Regions from separate parts of the Mus musculus genome. Here region 2 is linked to region 1. Evidence: chromatin contacts called from public targeted proximity ligation data. All regions are on one chromosome and are shown on one strand. The core of a region is the stretch at or near the end of the contact, and the rest is flanking DNA. Distances in the headings are between cores, read along the strand shown.

Region 1 (7,343 bases), core at 3,107-5,606:
TATACAGAGAGAGAGAGAGAGAGAGAGAGAGAGAGAGAGAGAGAGAGAGAGAGAGAGAGAGAGGAGGAAGAAGAGGAGGGGGAGGGGAGAGGCAAAAATGAAATGTCTGGATTATATAGGAAAGAGCAAGAACATCTGGGGAGGAAAGCCCAGCCACTGGGCTGAACAGTTCAGGGTAGAAGGGCAAGCTATGCATGGTAGGGACTGAGGCATGCTGGAAGAACCTGGAGGTTAGCTCTACCTTGGTATGTTAAATATGCATCTCAGCTGCCTGTCCTGGGTCTGAATCTCAACACGACTGTTCTTCTAAAGGAATTTAGCAATAACACGACTCCTCACAACATTCTGCTATACTAATAGGTGGGTATTTGGCTCAGCCATCATCAGAGAAACTTCCTCCTGTAGTAGATGGGATCAAAACCAGAGACCCACAGCTGGACAATATGCAATGAGTAAGAGACCATGGAACACTCAGTCCTAAGTGGGGTGTCTCCATCAAATCCCTCCCTCAGGGATCAGGGAACCTTGTGAAAGAGGAGGCAGAAAGAGTGTACGACTCAGAGTAGATGGGGACACCAAGGAAATCAGGCCTTCTGAACACAGCAGTACAGGCACACATGAGCTCACAGAGCATGGAGAGCTTTGGGGGCCGCTTCTAGAAACTTGACATGAATTTGACTTTGGGCTAGGACAGGGAAGTAGACTCAGTTAATCTTGATCATTCTGATAAGCCACTAGAAACAGTGATCACAGGACTTTGTTCATTGCCTTGACTTTTTGCTTATTGCCTTGTTCCGTGACCTAGAACTGACCTCATTTTTTTGAGTGCACTTAGATGGTATAAAAGCAGACTGGAGAAAAATAAACACGTTTTAGCCTCAGCTGAAATCATGTTATAGTGTTGTCTAATTGTCTTTTTCTTTTCTTTTCTTTTCAATATTTATTTACTATTTATTTTTATATGAGTACACTGTAGCTGTTTTCAGACACACCAGAAGAGGGCATCAGATCTCATTACGGATGGTTGTGAGCCACCACATGGTTGCTGGGACTTGAACTCAGGACCTCTGGGAAGAGCAGTCAGTGCTCTTAACCACTGAGCCATCTCTCCGGCCCAGCCTTTTTCTTTTCAATACTCCCTCCCTCCCTTGAGACCTGGTTGACTGAGCTGGCATGGTCAACAGAGGCTGTAGTATGCCCAGGGCCTGCATGACTCTGCGCCAGATGGAATCCCAGCACTGAGGGGAAATGGATGCAAGTCCCCAACCCCCAACCTAGATGCTATCTCCAGCACACAACTACTTGTAAAGGAAAGATTCATTTTCTCCAATGGAGTCTCGTTACAAGCCACTGGTAGGGCTCCACAATAGACTGTCACAAACTCAGTGGCACTTTTGGATGTCTTTTGTCCCATAATGCTTTGTCTCAGCATTAACTTTCTCTTTCTTCCTTACAGACCCCCCTCAGGGGTTTTATGGGATCTCTGTGTGCGCGAATGTGTGCATCTCTGCATCTATACGTGCTTCTTGTGTGTTTTCTTTGGCTCTTTTTCTCCTGGTCATTTGTTTGCTTGTCTCTAGTCTAGTTTGTTTGGTTTTATTTTATTACTTTTTTAGATGCCTGATTGTATTCTAATGAGAGAGAGAGAGAGAGAACGGGTGTGGGTATGGATGTGTGGATGTGTGGAGAGTCAGGGAGGATCTGGGAGGAGTTGGAGAAAGGGAAATGTAGTAAGAGTATATTGTATGAGCTGGGCGTGGTGGCGCATGCCTTTAGTCCCAGCACTCCGGAGGCAGAGGCAGGCAGATTTCTGAGTTCGAGGCCAGCCTGGTCTACAGAGTGAGTTCCAGGACAGCCAGGGTTACACAGAGAAACCCTGTCTCAAAAAAACAAAACAAAAAGAATATATTGTATGAAAAATATCTTGTTGTTGTTGTTGTTTTTCAAGACAGGGTTATCTGTGTAGCCCTGGCTGTCCTGGACTCATGGACTTGCTCTGTAGATCAAGCTGGAACTGGTCTCCCTGCCTCTGCCTTCAGAGTGCTGGGATTAAAAGATGTGCCACCACATCCAACTAAAAAACAAAATCTATTTTCGCTTAAGGAAAAAAAAAAGTGAGGCTGTAACTAAGGTGCACTGGGTGGCGGGGCTTCTACTTATCCAGAGCTCCAGGAGCTAAACTCAAGGACATAAAGTTCAGGCACTAAGGAGAAGGCAGCCTTCTCAGGACCCAAGATGACTTTTCGGTGGAACCTTGCCTTTTCCTAGAGTCCCCTACTAAGTCGTTGGCTGGAAGGATGGAGGGCAAAGTGAAAACCCTTCAAGCCATCCACATCCTAAACTCTGGAACCTGTGAAGATGGCCTCTGGCAAAGGGAAACGGCGGCTATAAACCAGCTGATTGTGGGCAAGTACTGACTGTCTCCTGGATGCTGACGGGGCCCGGCGTAACCACAGCCTGGGAAATGGTAGATGGAGAACCAGAGAGCATGGTCCACACCACATGAAAGACAGGAGCAGCCTGGGCTCACTGCCAGGCTGCTGGAGGATCTACAGGAAGGGCCCGTGACCTCTGGAAAATCCTGGGACAAGCTCCCTTAGAGCTTCCAGGAAGGGATGAAGCCAGAGGCATGCAATTCTGGTGACTCACGTCAGATTCTTGTCTCAGAAATAAGCTGAGAAATCTGCATTGTTTACGTTGCCAGGTTGGTGGTGAGGTTTCAATAGGAGGGTCGTTCGCTTTGCTCTCTCTCCTTTTTGTTTTGTTTCCCAGGAACTAAATCTTTATTTGTAAAGTTTAGGGAGCAAGGCCTGGAGAGATGGCTCAGATATTAAGGTTCACAGTAACAATTTCTAAAATTTTTTTTAATGTGTTTGGGTGTTTTCCAGCCTGTGTGGCTGTGCACTACTCCATGCAAGGCCAGAAGAGGGCGTGGCATCCCTTGGAACTGGAGTTACAGAAGATTTTTGAGCCACCATGTGAGGGCTGGAAATAGAATTCTGGTCCTCTGGAACAGCAGTCAGGGATCTTAACTGCTGAGTCATCTCTCCAGCCCCGGGATTTAAATCCCTCCCCCACCCCCGCTTTCTTTTTAAATAAAAATGTAGAGTCTCACTGGGTAGCTCTGACAACCAGCTCTCAGGTAGGCCAGGCTGGTGTGGAACTGAATATGAAGTAGTGGCTAACCGGGAACAGGTTACAGGCATATGTCATTATGGAATATGAGGAAAAAAAAAATTAGCCGGGCAGTGGTGGCGCACGCCTTTAATCCCAGCACTTGGGAGGCAGAGGCAAGCAGATTTCTGAGTTTGAGGCCAGCCTGGTCTGCAGAGTGAGTTCCAGGACAGCCAGGGCTACAAAGAGAAACTCTGTCTCGAGAAGAAAAAAAAAAAACAACAACAACAACAACAACAACAACAAAAGAAAAGGAGAAAAATAAAGAAGAAAAAAATTATCCTTCTTAGGTCACTACTCTAGTGTTTCTATACACCCACATTTATAGATCCATATTCTCTCTCCTTTTCTCCTTTTTTTTTTTGGTTTTTGGTTTTTGAAGACAGGGTTTCTCTGTGTAGCTCTGGCTGTCTGGAACTCTCTGTAGACCAGGCTAGCCTCGAACTCAGAAATCAGCTTGCCTCTGCCTCCCAAGTGCTGGGATTAAAGGCATACGCCACCACTGCCCGGCTCTTTTTTATATTGATTGTTAGACTGACCTATTGACTGAGACAGGGTCTTGCTATGTGGCTGCCTTGTAAGTCAGGCTGATCCTAAACTTTCCTAAGATCCTCCGCCCTCACCCTCTGGAATGCTGGATTGTAAGTATGCCTTACCATGCCTATTTGACACCTAGGTTTCTTCCTGTCAAATCTCACTAATGTCTTGTGAGCTGCTGTGGAATTCAGTCGGCGCTGCTTGGCTCTTGGAGCTTAAGGGAGGTCGAGCTCTTCAGAAAAGTTGCCCCACCCTAACACATAGGTCCGCGGCACCTATCACCCCCGCCCCACCTTGGCAGGCTGGAACGTGCAGCTGCTGTGGATCAGAAGCAGAGCTGGGTGATGCGGAGGCACCAACACAAGTCCAGGTCTCTCTATGCCTACAAAACACGCGATAGGACCGAGTTTACTTATGAGCCACGGCAACTAGGCGGAAAGAACTAGAAGCCGACTTGGCGGGAAAACCCACGCACGGAGTGCCTTGTCGAATCACCGAGCTTCGGAAGGTTGGCTGCAGCCACACTCGGGAGGACACAGACAGGCTGGGTGCGCACGTGTGTGCTACCAGTGCGTGAGCGCAGTGGGCCGGGACGGAACTACAAGTTCCAGGGTGCCCAGCGGCGCGCCGCCCGCGGTCTCTAAGCAGGTCGCCACGGGCTGGCACGCGCCACTCTCGTCCCAGAGTAAATAAGGGACCGAGCGCGACTCTCCGGAGCACCGTAAATAGAGTCCGAGTGGGCGGGGAGCCGCCCGGCACCGCCTGCTCATGTCGCTGCAGAGCCAAGTGTCCGGCCGCCTGGCACAGCTGCGCGCGGCGGGGCAGCTGCTGGTCTCCCTGCGCCCCTGGCCCGGCCGCTCGGCGGGTGGCCCGCGGCCCCGTGGCAGTGCGTGCGGTCCCCTGGTGGCACTGGGCGAGCACGGCTACTGCGCGTGGCTCTCGGCGGGAGTTGGGGCGTGGGGGGCGGCGGGGCGTGGAGCCTGGGTGCGCACCTGGGCCCCCCTGGCCATGGCCGCGAAGGTGGACCTGAGCACCTCCACCGACTGGAAGGAGGCCAAATGTAAGTGTGAGCGCAGGGCGTGGGTCTCCCCGGCCGAAAGGCACTCCACGAGCAACTGAGACACTCGGGAACCCCTTTAGCCCACATCCATACCCAGCTCCTACACCAGGTTACCCCTTGACTAAACGAGTGGGGAAGGCGGCCTTACCTCAGCAATGGTCCCAGGTAGTCCACACCCCCCACACCCCCAGATCCTCTGGGATCTGCCACCTTCCTCCATGCATGCACAGGAGGGAAACTGAGGCTTAGGGCCAGAGTTCACTTCCCCAAGGTCAGGCTGGGAGTGTGCAAAGGCAAAGTGTAGAAGCTTGGCCTATCAGGTAGGGTCAGGTAGCCCCAAGAATGGCAGCTCGGGGGCCTCTCTGGGAGTATGGTAGGTGCCCGTTTTGCCCTCCTGCTGGCTTCTGGCCCCTTGCCAGCACTTTGCTCCTTCTTGAGGGACTGGGATCATAGAACTTGGAGAGCAGGCTGACATCGGGCGTGGGCTTGTGAGAATCACTGACTCCCTCAAGAATGAAAGTATTTCTCCTCCTGGACGGGCATGCCAGGAAGGGGCCACGGGTCCCGGACGACCTAGTCGCTAACTGGAATGCAAAGTGCAGAGCCCCAAATAGCCCTGAGTGGCAGTCCAGCTGCCCCTGCCTTTCAGCGCCAGTGCTTCCCTTATTATTCCGGGCCGATCCTCCTCCCAATGAGCGGCTAAGGCCATTGGCTGGGCTGCTAGTGGGCGTGACCATGGGGGCTGGGTCAAGCGGGGTTGAAGGTAACCTCAGATTGGTTCCTTTTTAGAAAAGAGAGCTCTCCCTTGTTGCAAGTCTGCCCAGGATCCTAAAGCACTTGACAGTCTTCTTTGGGAGCAATCAGAACTTGCCACTCCCTCAACCTTGGCCGGGAGTTGCGGGGCTCGTCCAGAATTCCAGCAGAGGGAGTTAGTGTTCTTCCTTAGAGTCCTGCTTACCCATGGAGAGCAGCAACCCAGGGAGAGGAGGAGAGTTGGGGCAGTACCACACGTAGTGTACCGTCTGCGTCTATTTCTACATTCCAGCCCTTCTCCCCGTAGCTCCCTTTTCCTTGGTGACCCTGAAAACCAGCCTAACCTGGGAAAGCTGATGGGACCTGAGGTTCCTCAGCTGCTGGACAGACGCTATTTTCTTCCTTTCTGTGCCAAGCGGGGAGTCAGGGGCGCTGGTCCTTGAGCCTCTGGAGAGTCTGATCTCCGCTTGCCATTTCCGCCGGGCTTAATGGGATTAGAGATGCCAGTGTGCTGCGGCTAGCTTTTAGGCCTTTGCATGGGTTCTGGGGATCAAATTCCGTTTACCCACCCACTAACCCGTCTATCTCCTTGGCCCTCATTCAGTAAACTTTTACCTCACGCCCTATTGGTACCAGCGCTGTAGGATTCAACAGTGAGTGGCCAGGCAAGAGTCTGTCTAGTGGAGAAACACTATGGCGACATAGTCCTCTGTGCACTATGAAGAGCTGGGAAGGTCAGGTGGCCCATTAGGGACCTGAAGTAAAGCAACCAGCTGGGGAAGGGCATTCCAGGTTCTGGAGATAGGGCTAGATTTGGAGGAGGTGGTCCCATTGTGACCAAACGCAGTCCCAAAGGCAGTGGTGACAGGGGCTGAGTGGTGAGACAAGGCAGGCCTTTCGGGTTTCAGTTACCTAGTGTGTGGAAGTGGGCACTCCAAGCCTCCGTGACCTGGGGCAGAAGGCTCTGGGCATGGAAATGTGGGGTGGTCTGGTCTAAATTTTCCTTTTATTTGTTTGTTTGTTTGTTTATTTGAGAGAGAGTCTCTATATAGTCCTGGATGTCCTGGACCTTGTTATGTAGAGCAGACCAGGCTGACCTCAAACTCAGAGATCTCCTCAGAGAGTTTGTTTTTTGGAGAGAGAGAGAGAGAGAGAGAGAGAGAGAGAGAGAGAAGGGTTGGTACCACAAGCTTAAAATCCCCGCACTCGCTTGGGAGAGGCAGGCAGATCTCTGTAAACTCCAGGTTGTTCTGGTCTACAAAGTGAGTTCTAGGCCAGCCAGGGCTACACAGTGAGACCCTGTATCTAAAAACCAAACAATAATCAAAGTTCTCCTCTATAGCCCAGGCTGGCCTGGAGCTCACTCTGTCATCCACACGGATGCATTATGACAGTTTATGCTCCTTTTCCTCTGCTGCGAAGGGTTCCATCTTCGTGTACCACACTTTGGATATCCATTCTTCTGCCGATGGGCCTTTAGGCTTCACTAAGTTACTCAGACCAGACCACCCTGACACATGTCTCTAATGGACAGGGGATATGTCTAGATGCTTGCTTTCCTAGGGGATTTTCTGTCAAAGACTGGCCCACTGACTCACATGAGACTGATGTGTAGGCAGTTTAGGGTGAAAAACTATAATAGCAGGGGGTGTGAAAACTCCCGGGCCTCCTCACCCTACAGGAAAACCAAGGTACAATCCTGGGGTTGCTCAGCGGCCCACTCTCATCAGAATAGCAACACGTTAGTTTTTGCTTGTCAGAGACCACACTAATCCCATGTAAGGGAAGAAAGAAGAAGGAAGATTCATTTTGACTCATG
Region 2 (7,343 bases), core at 1,798-4,297, 310 kb after region 1:
AGCTTCTAGGGACTGGAAGTTCATCTCAGGTGAAGCACAGCGCAGGATGGGTCAAGTACCCAGGGCAGAAGAACAAACAGGAAACTTAAAGCCATATACGGCGAAGAATTGCTATGAATTTATGGGGACGTGATTTGTTGCAGCAATGAAAACCACTGATTAAAATTCCTCCAATTTTAGAAACAAACCATAAAATAAAGAATGCTTCTGGGAAAAATATTTAAAGGTATTATCAAGAATAGTCACAGATTGTCCAAATTGTTGATAAGCAAAACACAACAGCTACAGATAGAGACTGGAGAGTAGAAAAAACCTGAAACAAACTGGGTTGTATATTTTAAAGACATGTTGACCCCAGAATAGAACCAAGAATATATATTAAATTGGGAAGAGGTTTTTGTCTCTGTTTCCACAGGAGAAAAAAAACTGTGGAGATCATCAAAACTGATAATGATTAAACTGACAATGACTAGGTTCAATCAGGAGAGATCTCCTGAACGAGGAGAGGTCATACTTCAATAGGCAGCTTGGTCACTGAGTCCAGACTAACTTACAAAGACTAACAAATGCCTTTCATTTGATCAGGAATTAACAATAAAAAACATTTTTGAATGATTTTCCAAAGGCATATTTGCTTTACTGGTGTGATATAAAAAGTATATAAAACATGTGTTTTAATTTCATGTTCGAACGTTAAGACTGTAGATACATTATCTTGGACATTAACTCTTGAGTTTTCTTTTTAAATAAAAAGGATCTTTTTATTGTTTGGTATTAAAAACACAGTAAAGGGCTTTAAAATGTTTTAGGTAAATTCAAAGGGTTTCACTATAGTTCACATTTGTTTTTTTTTTTTTTTTTTTTTGTTTTTTTCGAGACAGGGTTTCTCTGTGTAGCCCTGGCTGTCCTCAATTAAAGGTGTGCACCACCATGCCCGGCCACATTTGTTTTCTAAATCTCTAAGTGATTTGGAGCTAGGATAAAATATTTCAGTGAGGCTGTGGTAGCCCATGCCTACAAAGCCAGCAGAGCGGTGGATCTCAAGAAATTAGTTATTTTCTACATTCTAAGAGTTATAGTGAGGAGGATGACAGCACACGCCTTTAATCCTGCCACCCAGGGACAAAGCTCAGCTTCAGCTCCTAATTGGTAATTTGCACAGTAGAGAAATCATATACCATATTTATACATTATTATAAAAACCCCTCTATAGGGTTACCAGAAAGGCAGCTAATTTCCAATGGGGGCAGGAACTAAAGAGCGCTTCTGTGACTGTTGCTAAGCTCATCTCCCCGCAGGCAACCCTGACCAATATTGAAGCTGATGCTACCCTAATTATGGATATCATATTTATCAGTGATTTAGCAACCAGGGCTCTTCATAAAGGAAAAAAAAAAAAGTCCACCAATATTTGCCCATTGGCAAATGCTTTCCATATATGGAGAATAAATATATAACCCCCACTCCTACACTGTTCACTGCTCCTCCAAAACAGGTTATCTGCCAAACTGTGGGGACCTAAAGAATGGTCACAATCATCACCAACCACCGATGGAACGAAGACCAATGGCAAGAGACAGCTTATAGACGAGGGGATGGACCGGCCAACACGGAGAAAGGAGCCACAAAATCAGTGCAGCGTTACTGGCTGTGAGACAAACAACTAGGAAAGCAAGAGGAAAATATCTACTCGATTCATGGTGTGTGTGCGATGCTCTAGCTATATGGTCATCAAAATGGAAAACCACTAACTGGAAGATAAATGGCAAAGACATCTGGTCATGGGAGGCATGACCAGAACTGGCAAAAGCCTAGCAAAACTTAGCAAAGACATCAAATTTTATTTAGCTCATGTAGGCAAGACCAATAAAACCTCTGAAAACAATGAAATAGTGAACAAATTCAGAATAAGTCAGTAAGAACAATAGATTAAGCATTCGAAAAACTTGAAAACCCTTAACACTAAAAAATGGAGAACCAAATTACACCAGAGACTACTGCAAGGAACCCACAGCCAGGCAGTGACTCATCATCTTTTCTTCTTTTTTAAGATTTATTTAGTTATTTTATGCATGTAAGTACACTGTTCCTGTCTTCAGACACACCAGAAGAAGGCATCAGATCCCATTATGGATGGGTGTGAGCCACCATGTGGTTGCTGGGAATTGAACTCAGGACTTCTAGAAGATCAGTCAGTGCTCTTAACCACTGAGCCATCTCTCAAGCCCAGTGACTCAAATCTTTAATTGCAGCACTCAGGAGGCACACACCTTTAATCCCAACACTTGGAAGGCAGGCACATAAGGATCACAATGATTTAAATTAAAAATCCACTTGTAAAAGGCAGCTTGAGAGCTGGGCGTGGTGGTGCACACCTTTAATCCCAGCACTCAGGAGGCAGAGGCAGGTGGATTTCTGAGTTCCAGGCCAGCCTGGTCTACAGAGTGAGCTCCAGGACAGCCAGGGTTACATAGAGAAACCCTGTCTCGAAAACAAAACAAAAAACTTAAAGCTGGCTGTGGATTTGAAGCACGGCTCTCTCCTTTAAACCCAGGAATGCTTGTTAAAGGAAAATCTAAAATCTCTGTCCCATATCAGAAGAACCACCTGATACGAGACAGAGGAAAACAAAAAAATAAAGGCCACTAATCTCATAACCTTTGTTTGACTTTTAACTTTTCTGGCCAGGCAGTGGTGGCACACACCTTTAATCCCAGCACTTGGGAGGCAGAGGCAGGCGGATTTCTGAGTTCCAGGCCAGCCTGGTCTACAGAGTGAGTTCCAGGATAGCCAGGGCTACACAGAGAAACCCTGTCTCGGAAAACAAAAAAGCAAGCTTTTCTGAAGGTATAAATATTATCTCAAAACCTGTAAGATTATTATGTAGTAGTTATACAGAACACTAATTCTGGAAATAAGTTTTGTAGCCTCCCTCAGCCTTGAAGCAGGCTGATCCAGACTTTGACCTTGCTGCCACTAAGGAGGAGATTACCTAGGGTCTACGCCTTCTGACCTGGATGGCTCTATTTGCTCTTCTCCAAGACTCTGCTTCCTGCAGAAAGGTCCGTGAGATGTTCCAGAGACACACCCTGTAGATCGCCTATGGGCTGGCTCCAGGCACCAAGAATGGGCTGGTGGGGGATGGGCCTACCCTCTTTATAAATACAGATTCAGTAAACTTCGAAGGCTTTGAACAGAAAGGTTTGTCTTGGCCTCATTCTTTTCTCACTGTCTGATCTCTTTCAGCCCCAGCCTGCCTTTCAGGGGAACCCAGTTCAAGTGGTTGCAGGCCGCTACAAATTTGATCTAGCTTCCTTTGTGTGCTTGCAGGTTGGAGTCTGAAACAGGTTAACTAGAAACAAAGTTTGTGTACTTAATAGATTGTGATGCGCAAGACATTCAAACTACTGAGTTCATAGGACACTGACATGAAGTTTTACATAATTTTTTAATACAAAATACTTAATCTTAAGACTCCCAAAAATAGCTGGGCGTGGTGGCGCACGCCTTTAATCCCAGCACTCGGGAGGCAGAGGCAGGCCGATTTCTGAGTTCCAGGCCAGCCTGGTCTACAGAGTGAGTTCCAGGACAGCCAGAGCTATACAGAGAAACTCTGTTTCGAAAAAACCAAAAAAAAAAAAAAAATAAAATAAAATAAAAAAGACTCCCAAATATAATCAAACTGAACTTTGTGAAATGCCTGGCAGAACTAGCTTCAGTACTATAAATAGTGTTACTGTGATAAAGTTAAATTCTTTCCTTTTTATTAGACAAAAAAGGGGGAAATGTTTCAGAATTATGCTCTGAACCCTGAGACTATTTACAGAAAACAAAACAAAACAAAACAAAACAACTGTCTAATTGTGGTGTGGCTTAGCCTTAGCACAAACCTATAATCCAAAAGCTTTCTGTTTATTGTAAACAAGATTAAATAAAGTTAACCATAGGTCAAGAGGTGAAGCAAGCAACCAAGTGATGTGACAGGGAGCGAAGCTAGGAAACTACCACAGAATAAGAAGTCAGGAGGATGGACCCAGGCACACAGGAAGGAGAAGGGAGGGACACTCACTTGGGGGAGGGGTTGCAACAGTGTGGAGATGGAGAGCTTTCCTTTTGGGATGTATATTCTCTCTCTCTCTCTCTCTCTCTCTCTGATCTCATCTAGCAGGCTTTCACTCCCAAGTCTGAATTGGTAAAATCAAACAATTTGTTAAAAACAACATACTGGGGACTGGAGAGATGGCTCACTGGTTAAGAGCACTGACTGTTCTTCCAGAGGTCCTGAGTTCAATTCCCAGCAACCACATGGTGGCTCACAACCATCTGCAATGGGATCCGATGCCCTCTCTTCTGGTGTGTCTGAAGAGAGTAACAGTGTATTCCCATATATAAAATAAATAAATCTTAAAACAAACAAAGAAACAGAAAACCCACCCACCATACTATTCTAGGTGCTGAGGACATAAAAGTGAGCCAAACCAAAGAACCTTCTGAGGCTCACGTTTGCAGGTGCAGCACCGCACTTCCTCTCACTGCCTTCCTGCTCAGTTCAGCTTGGAGATACCTTGCCTGTGGCTGTGGTGACCAGCTTCCCGAGTTAGCACTTGAAAAGTGGACACAGGAGGAACAAGAATTCAATGCCAGCCTTGGTTACATAGTTTAAAGCCAGCCTGGGCTATAGAAGACCCTGTTTCAAAAAAAAAAGCAAAAGCCAGGTATCACACAGTGGCTTACAATTGTACTGTAAGCACTTGGGGAGCTGAGCAAAGAAAATCACGAATCATGTGTTCTAAGCAAACTGGGTCAACAGAGTAATAAAAAGCCTTTACCACCCCTCTCCCCTGGAAGGACTTGTGGACACATCAGTTTACTTTCTCTACTGCTTTGTAAATTCCTTTATCCACATGTTGCAAACAAGGTTCTTGGAAAGTTCCAGAAAGTTTTCCCAGGCAGCTTCATATGCATATCCATTAGTTCAGCAAAGCTGACGCCAGTGAGCTTGTCTTGTTTCTGTGTCTATGATTTTTACTCATCTTTTCTTTGGGGTAGAACTTTACTTCTATGAAAGCTGAATACCCTGGAGCTGTCAAACCTCTGGGTCCCCAAACAAGAAACCAGCAGAGGCTTTGCTCTGACAAGGTTCCATATACCATGACAGTACCAGGACACACTGCTACCTCCTCAGTCCCATTCTCTCCCTCTGCCACCACCTGTGATGCCCTGACCCAGTTTGCTTCAACTCACCATCCCAGATAGGTAGTTTGGGCACAGGATACCCCAAGACTCATGATGAAGGAGTCCTTCATCTGTGAAGGCGGAAGGCCCCAGGTTGATCAAGGAGGCCCAGAAGCATGCAAGTCCAAGGAGGATATGGCTGCCCAGGAAGTAACACTGGAATGTAACTGACTGAAGGAAGTACATGAGTGAGGCCTGTCTTAAGAGTGAAGACCATTTAGGTAAACAGAGGCACATAGTGCACTCCTCTACAGACTTCTGATGAAGAAAAAGGATATGACCAAACGAGTAAAAGTGGGCACTACGGACAAGGGAAATCACATGCTTGCTTGCCTCCATACTGAAAGCTTACCTCTTCTTTGCAAGCCCCATGCCAGGTCTATGGTTGCCTATTAGCTGGTTTACTTATCCCAGCACCAAAAGCATATTAATGAAGCATTTCTAACTTTATGGGACAAGGGTCTAAGCACTCCCCGGCAACAACCAATCCTTCATTCACAAGTTGCTTATCCTGAGATGCTGTAATCTGAATTCAACATTACAAGGGGAGGATCCAGCCTTAGCCTCCCCGAGGGCACTGCAGTCTTCATTTCCCCATAATGGTACAGGACTGTAAGTTAGCAGAAACACCCTGGAGCTGTGGACATGCCTCAGTGTTTAAAAGTACACAGGAGTTTGATTGTCAGTATGCACACTGGGAATAAAGGCATGCACCACTACCACCCGGTTATAAATCTTTTAAAAAGCTTATAAAATAAAACTAAATTAAAGAGCTGGACAGGAGCCGGGCGTGGTGGCACACACCTTTAATCCCAGCACTTGGGAGGCAGAGGCAGGCGAGTTTCTGAGTTGTTCTGGAACTACAGAGTGAGTTCCAGGACAGCCAAGGTGATACAGAGAAACCCTGTCTCAAAAAAACAAAAACAAAAACAAACAGAGCTGGACAGGGTAGCGAATGCCTTTAATCCTAGCACCTAGGCAGAGGCAGGGAGGTCTCAAGTGGACTGAAGCCAGCTCTGTCTACATCATGAGTTTCAGGACAGTTAAAGCTACATAGTGAGATCCTGTCTCAAAACACCAAAAAAAATTAAAAACAATAAAAATGTGTTTGTTTGGTTTAGTTTAATTGGGGAGGGGAAATATGTGAGCCATGGACACGTGGAGGTCAGAGGGTACTTTCAGTAGCCTGCTTCTCTCCTTCTCATTTTGGGGACTGAAGCCAAGTCGTCAGTTTGGCAGCACATATCTTCACCTGATGAGCCGATATCTCCCCGCTCCCCATGTACAGCTTACGGAAGGAGCTTTTTTGGGTTCTGATTTGTAAAGATTGGTTCTCACTCTGTAACCTAGGCTACTTCCAACCTGTGGCAAACCTGTCTCAGACTTTCAAGTGTTAGAAACCACGTTATGCTTTGTTTATAAGGTATTTAATAAGGATCAAATGAATTATATTCAAGAGTTTCTCAGTCAGTAGGCTAGGTTATAACCACAAACAGCAGCTGTCAATGGAAGTTCACTTGTATTATTGAGAATCCTTTTGATGTTCATCACTTGCCCATGGTCCCCACACCTGTTTAATCTTGGGCCCCTCTGTCACCAGAGTGACGGAAGCTCTTCCAGAGCTCCAGCCTCATGGTCTGAGCTGAGCACCAAGCGTTGGAAGGCCTAGCAAAACTTAATGACCACTGCCAGAGATGCCCCACTTAGAGGCCAGCTTCCTCAGCATTCAAACCCCTGTCCTTGGCCTTCTCTTGAAGGCCTAAACACCCAGCACCTCTATCTGGGCTCTGGCTGTGATCCAGGGACTCAGCTTTCCTCACCGGCCCCTCCTAGCAGGGCTCACCTGAAGAGGGGTTTTGTGGCTGGGGCAGGCCCTCTGCTGCTCTGCTGTCCTTAGAAGAGTCCTTACAGTCAGTGGTCCTGAGCTGAGTGTGGGAGAAGAGCTGGAGGACGAAGCCAGGAGGGAAGCTGCCATCAGTGAAGTGTCGGACTTCAGCTGGTGCTGCGAATGTCTCTGTGGGTGACTCAGGAGACGGGGGGTCTGGAAGAAGGCCACACAGAAGTGTGTATGAGTAGAAGAGGACAGATCCCAAAGGCTCAAGCCCTAA

What was found.
Region 2: a targeted proximity ligation map of embryonic stem cells shows a contact between it and region 1, with 15 read pairs. A contact is called at or near these places in 8 of 39 promoter capture datasets (the SN4741 cell line, cranial neural crest, embryonic stem cells and 3 more), 20 of 484 Hi-C or Micro-C datasets (the 63-12 cell line, B cells, the G1E-ER4 cell line and 12 more), 18 of 130 datasets of targeted methods (the NIH/3T3 cell line, craniofacial prominence, embryonic basal ganglia and 9 more) and 3 of 9 other capture datasets (embryonic stem cells, liver and pancreatic islet).

Annotation. Positions count from the first base shown.
Region 1 is chr19:7,052,412-7,059,754 of GRCm38.p6, forward strand. It overlaps Macrod1 (mono-ADP ribosylhydrolase 1), which reads left to right and starts at 4,357. Exons shown (of 11, transcript NM_134147.4): 1 at 4,357-4,771. The coding sequence starts at 4,480.
Region 2 is chr19:7,366,579-7,373,921 of GRCm38.p6, forward strand. Spindoc (spindlin interactor and repressor of chromatin binding) reads right to left here. Exons shown (of 6, transcript NM_001033139.3): 5 at 7,079-7,276. Among named protein-coding and RNA genes, the nearest start is that of 1700105P06Rik, 13 kb to the right of the region's middle.